2 separate regions of the Sus scrofa genome follow, and region 1 is linked to region 2. Evidence: chromatin contacts called from public promoter capture Hi-C data. All regions are on one chromosome and are shown on one strand. Each heading gives the region's core, a stretch centred on a gene start, on an enhancer-like site or on the middle of the called end of the contact. The rest is flanking DNA. Distances are from core to core; before and after follow the strand shown. Region 1 overlaps LOC110256785 (a long non-coding RNA gene). Region 2 holds the start of IFIT2 (interferon induced protein with tetratricopeptide repeats 2).

What was found. Promoter capture Hi-C pulls out the DNA fragments that hold promoters and counts their contacts.
Region 1: a promoter capture Hi-C map of fetal liver shows a contact between it and region 2, with 2.6 times the contacts expected there. The contact joins the enhancer-like site here to the promoter of IFIT2 in region 2. A contact is called at or near these places in 2 of 5 promoter capture datasets (fetal liver and liver), 5 of 47 Hi-C or Micro-C datasets (alveolar macrophages, embryonic fibroblasts, epiblast stem cells and 2 more) and 1 of 2 datasets of contacts at active chromatin or transcription factors (skeletal muscle).

What each region holds. Positions count from the first base shown.
Region 1 is chr14:101,374,068-101,376,767 of Sscrofa11.1, reverse strand. The region is part of intron 2 of LOC110256785 (a long non-coding RNA gene); the gene reads right to left. Among named protein-coding and RNA genes, the nearest start is that of SLC16A12, 7.1 kb to the right of the region's middle. Within about 2 kb of position 1,352, at least 9 of the 83 cell types and tissues checked have an H3K27ac peak or open chromatin away from gene starts, as enhancers often do. A contact at or near this core is called in fetal liver and liver, where this site is marked.
Region 2 is chr14:101,192,202-101,194,901 of Sscrofa11.1, reverse strand. IFIT2 (interferon induced protein with tetratricopeptide repeats 2) reads right to left here and starts at 1,304. Exons shown (of 2, transcript NM_001315658.1): 1 at 1,285-1,304. The coding sequence starts at 1,304. It also overlaps a transcript of LIPA not described here.

The sequences.
Region 1 (2,700 bases), core at 103-2,602, 180 kb before region 2:
GCGGAAAAAAGTAGGTGGGTTAAGGGGCTATGGCAGGAGTAGGCAAAAGAATATGGCAGGCTGGATGAGGGTGTTGGCAGTGCAGGTGGAAAAAAAGTGAGGCAGATTTTGAGGTATATTTTGATGAGATAATTAGTAAGATCTGAAGAGGTACTGATGTGGGAGGTAAGGGATGAAAGATTTCTGGCTTGATGAATGGAATGGACTGGAAGCCCAATACAATAAAACCATAAAGTAGAACTGTTCTACTTAGGGAGAAAAGGAAAAAGTGGAGGGCTGGGTCCTGTTTACCCGGGCGCCTTTCCCTTTCCAACTGCTCTTGGGTCTCCTTAGAATACATAGTTCATGATTCTTAAATTTTAGGGTGTTGAGCCTATGTTAACCAGCTTGTTGACATACTGGTTCCTCTGTGTAGTGTTGCTGGAGCAGAGCACTTGGAGCAGATATAGACTAGAAAGTTAATGTGGATGTGTCTGGTTACAAGAGCCACTGCTTTCAACTGACCTTCAGATTGGTCAGAAACACTCTAAAGCATCTGGCAGGCGGTTTGCTGGCAGACTTAGGGCTCCCTTTTTATAAACTTGTGAAAACCAAGGTAGCCTTTTTTGATTTTTCACTTTGTGCTTTTCTATTTTTCACACTCTACTAAAGTAAAATTAAACCAATGGCTATTATTGATATTGCTAGAACCTCTGAGTGGTTCTTCCAGCAGTTGGGATGATGTGGACTTCCTTAACTCAATGATGTTATCATGGCATCATCTACAACCATGACAACTAATTAATATGAATGTATAAATGTGTGTCTCTGCTGGAAGAAACAGATACCGTAGTACCCAGTATGTGCTAATTTGTGTAACACTTAAGGTACACATTAGCATAGAAATTAAAAAGGGATTTGGCCACTGTTCATTTACTTTGATGCCTTATTTATTTGGATTGGCTTTATCCTCATCAAAATTTTTCTTCAATTCGCACTTCCCGAATTTATCAAAATGAGTAGAGGTGAAGCTGCAACTTGCTAATTAATCCATTAAGAAGATCAACACAGAGAGTCAAAAAGGGTAATTCAGCCCCAAACAAAGCTGGCTGATTTTTTTTTCTTTTTTCCCAAATGAAGTTTAATCAGTCTCCACTGTGTTTCTGATGTTAGCAGGTGAGCTGTCCACCAGAATCACGCATCGCTTCAAATGACTTAAAGCAGCCGTCTGGTCCTGCTGTGAGAAGGTCCTGCTCATTATCACTCATTCCTCTCTTGAAGGAGAATGTTTCCGCTCTGCTAGTGTAACCCCTCTCCTGTCTCTGAATGGCTCTCACCCTTCTGTGACTCATGTAGCACTCGCTGCATCCCACTTAGCAGTCAGCTGTGCCTCTATCTTATCTCCCCTACTAGACATTTCGGGCATTCCCCAAGGTCCAAGCCTTGCCCTTCTGCTCCGGTTTCATCTCTGCCCTCTTGCATTGAAGATTTCCAAGTCTTATCTCTCACTCTGACCTGTTCTCTTGGCCCTTGACCTAAATTTCCAACAGTCTGCTGGGTATTTCACTCCCATCTGAAGCTCCATGTATCATATATTGAATAGTTCACCAACTGCTACCTCTTAACTCCTCTCTCTGTTAATGATCACTGTCCTCCTGGCTGGAGACACACATGCTTCTCATGTCTCTTTCACTCCATATCTAATCAGTCACTTTGTCCTATTGATTTTCCCTGTTCTCGTCAAAACGACTTATTTACTCACTGCCAAATACACCCTGCACTTTTCCACCACCAATATTATTAACCTGCAGTTTCACCTCCTATGAGAGCCTTCCTATCTCCTTACTGAAATGCTCCGAGGAGTTCCAGCCCTACCTCTAAAGTCAATCCTCACCTAGGCAATTCTGTCCAAAGCATTTAGCTTTTCCTCTGAATTCTACCAACTGTTGACTTCCTTTATCAAAATGATCTTGCACTCTTTCTTTTTGGATATAATTTTTTTTGTTGTTTTGTTCTCTTCAGGGCTGCACCCTGCAGGTTCCCACGCTAGGGGTCTAATTGGAGCCATTGCTGCTGGCCTACGCCAGTGCCACAGCAACACCAGATCCGAGCCTCATCTGCGACCTACACTATAGCTCACGGCAACCCCAGATCCTTAACCCACTGAGCAAGGCCAGGGATCGAACCCTCAACCTCATGGTTCCTAGTCCGGATTCGTTTCCACTGCACCATGATTGGAACTCCGCACTCTCTTCTGAAATGTAATGTGGTGAAGGTGTTTTTGAAATCTTGTATTGTTCTTCAACTTCTCTCATTTGCATGGCTACTTATACTTCAATTAGACTGTAAATTCCTTGAAGACAGAAACTGTCTTAAAATACTCTTGTACTGTGCATAGGCTAGACACTCAAAAATCCTGGTTAATTTGTTTGTGCTGGGTTTGTCTGATGATAGAAATGGAGAGACACGCACTGTGGTTCAGTTTGCAATTCAGTTGCTTATTAAGTTGGCCCATTAAACACGAATAATTTCTTTTCTAATCTATTGCTCATAACATGGTTCCCCCCCGCTTTTGAGTAATCGAAAAGAACATAACAGCATGATAAAAACTGGGGGAGAAAGACTTCTGATAGATGTGTTTGCAAGAGAGGTAAATGCGAGATCTGCAGACATTGTAAACTTATATTAGTTATCTCTTGATTAAATGCTGCATGATAAACC
Region 2 (2,700 bases), core at 55-2,554:
CTAGCAGTCTCAGAGCCAATGCTCCTGCCACAGGGTCTTAGAACAGTACCAGCACTACTGGGGAGCCTGGTAGAAATGCATGTCCTTTGATATCAAGCCAGGAATACCATATCTGAATCTTGGGGTCTGGGGAGTGGTATTTGAGCCCAAGTATCTATCTTTAACAAGCTCTCCGGGTAGATTGTATGTGTGTTCAAACTTGAAAACCGCTGTCTTTGAGCACAAGGGCAACACCTGATGACAATCCCTATAGCTAAAGAATAAGAGAAAATGAGAAGGACTGGATGGGTCTGTATTATTGTGGGAAAGATTCTAAGAGAAGGCCTTGCTAAAATTCTAACACACAGGAACAAGCTTCCTAAAGATTCTAAGTTACCATAGAAACAGACATCTGAAAATATCTCAAATTATTATTATTTTTTTCCTATCAGGCAGATGTGCAGACTGGCAGAAAAAATAATCATACTTCCTCTAGGAAGTAAGTAGTGAGGCTGGTACCCCTGGATTCTGGAGCTCCCAGGACTGAGGCTTAGGCATCCAGGCTCACCACTATACCCTTTAGCTGGAGAAAAGATAATAGAAAGCTCCCTTCTCACTCAATGAGCTAACACTTCCTCCTCATGGAAACCTTCTATTTCTGGGATATGAGAGGCGGGGATTATTTTCTCCAAGCCCTCCATCTCCAATTCATATTTAAGATAAGAGTAGAATTTTGGGGTGAAATATATTTCTGTTATTTTATCACCCTAATGCAAATCTGCGATGAATGAACACATTAAAAGTAAAACCCACCTTAGCATGAGGTGAGGTTGCTATCCTGAGTACACTTTTAACAGTACTTGCTAAAAAGAGATCCTTTATTGAGTAATAATGTTGTTAAAAAGCCCCTCACTTACTCCTTTCAAATAAGAAACAAAGGAGAGACAGTCTACAGGAGCAATTCCCCCAGTCCCATTTTTAAATAAAGCACCTGCCTGATAAAACATCTCTCTGCTCTCTGCTTTCCTGTCTCACTCTTCTCTGACGACCTCCGTGCTCAGCTTCCTGGTGAGAGATGTCTCGGTAGGAAGCTTGACTGTGTGAGGCAGGACATAACTTAGGAGTAAACAAGCCAACAAAAAGACAAATAAACCACCTACAGAGATAGATGCATTGTAAGGCTACAAATAAACACTAAAGCAGAACAATTCAGAAACTTGCCTTTTAGGTACATGACTATTTAGGTCTTGCTTTCCCCGACAATCTTGATTAGACATTTTCAGCACAATCAGAGGAGAGTCTTACCTCATGATTGCTGTGCACATCTCAGCTGTTCTGAAAGGCTGCAGTTCCAGCTACTGTGCTCTTCAGAAATCCTCCTCTGTCCCAAGTAAATATTAAAGAGACCTATATATGGAAGCAGCACCTGATTTCTTTGCCTAAACAGGCTTTAGGAAAGAGAAATTGAAACTGGAAAGTGAATTGGCAGTACTCTAAGAGGAAATGAATCTTAGTAAGAGCTGAATAAGAGCCAAGCCCATGGGTTACCCTCCTCCCCCACCCCCTGCAGTGAGTTAGAATTTCTTTGTGAATTTCCTCTGCCATCAAGGGAGCCCAACTGGAAGAAGGATACTTTTACTAAGCACTCTGCCTCATTATTGCAATGTTAACCCATCTTTACTCTGTCCACCCTTACCACCAAGGTGACCTGCAGGCACCTGTGAGGAGCAGTTATATAACTTCTACACAGCAGGGGGTTTTCATCTGTTTCACTTACTGCTGAATTTCCAGTCCCCGCAATAATAATACTTGGCACATGATAGGCATTCAAAAAGTCGTTGAATGAATACATACATGATTAGAACCATGGACTCTGATGCCAATCAATCTGGATTTGAAACCAGGCTCCGTTTATATGCTGTGACACTAGAAATTACTGAAGGTCTCCCTGCTTTAGTTTATTCTGTGAAATGGGAATCCTACCACTATGTATGTGGTGTTGTGAGGATCAAAGGGGTTAATACATGAAATGCCATTAGAATAATGCCCAGAACATAGTTAAAAAGTTAGTTTTTATAATAATTAGTGACTAAAGTCATTAACACAAGGGGGCCAGAAGGTTTGCTTGTGATATTTGCCTCTTTCAGAACTTTGGTTGACATTCCACAATCTCTCATGATCGCTAACCTAAGCCAAACATTCCTAACATCTCTACACATTCTTGGCTTCCCTGAGCTCAACTTCTTAAATTCCCGTGGGTCACCTTGGGATTTAGCATCTGCACACCACCATCTGCAGCCATAGTGGTTTGTTTGATAGAGGAAATTTGCCTTATCCTTATTTATATCCTTAATCACAAGGGGATTGTGATATGCATAGATGCAAGAGAGAAGAAGTAACCACACCAGGTGTCTTGGAGGTCAAGAAATTACACAGAGTGTAGGCTAAACATAGTCTCTGTAAAAGTGAGTTTCTAAGGCAAATTATTCAGTGTTGGGAAAAGCATTATTTATCATGGATTTTTACAGGTTCTATGTACAAGTTCTCTGATGTATTTATAGAAATGCAAGTTAGGTGTACAAGAAGTGTTGAAATAGGAAACTAGAACACTGTGGGATTTGTTTTGTTTTGGGGAATGCACACTCACTCAATAAGACTATTGGTTAGAAATGTTTAAATTTTGTTAATAAAGGTTCTGGCTGGGGAGCACAGAGAGAGAGA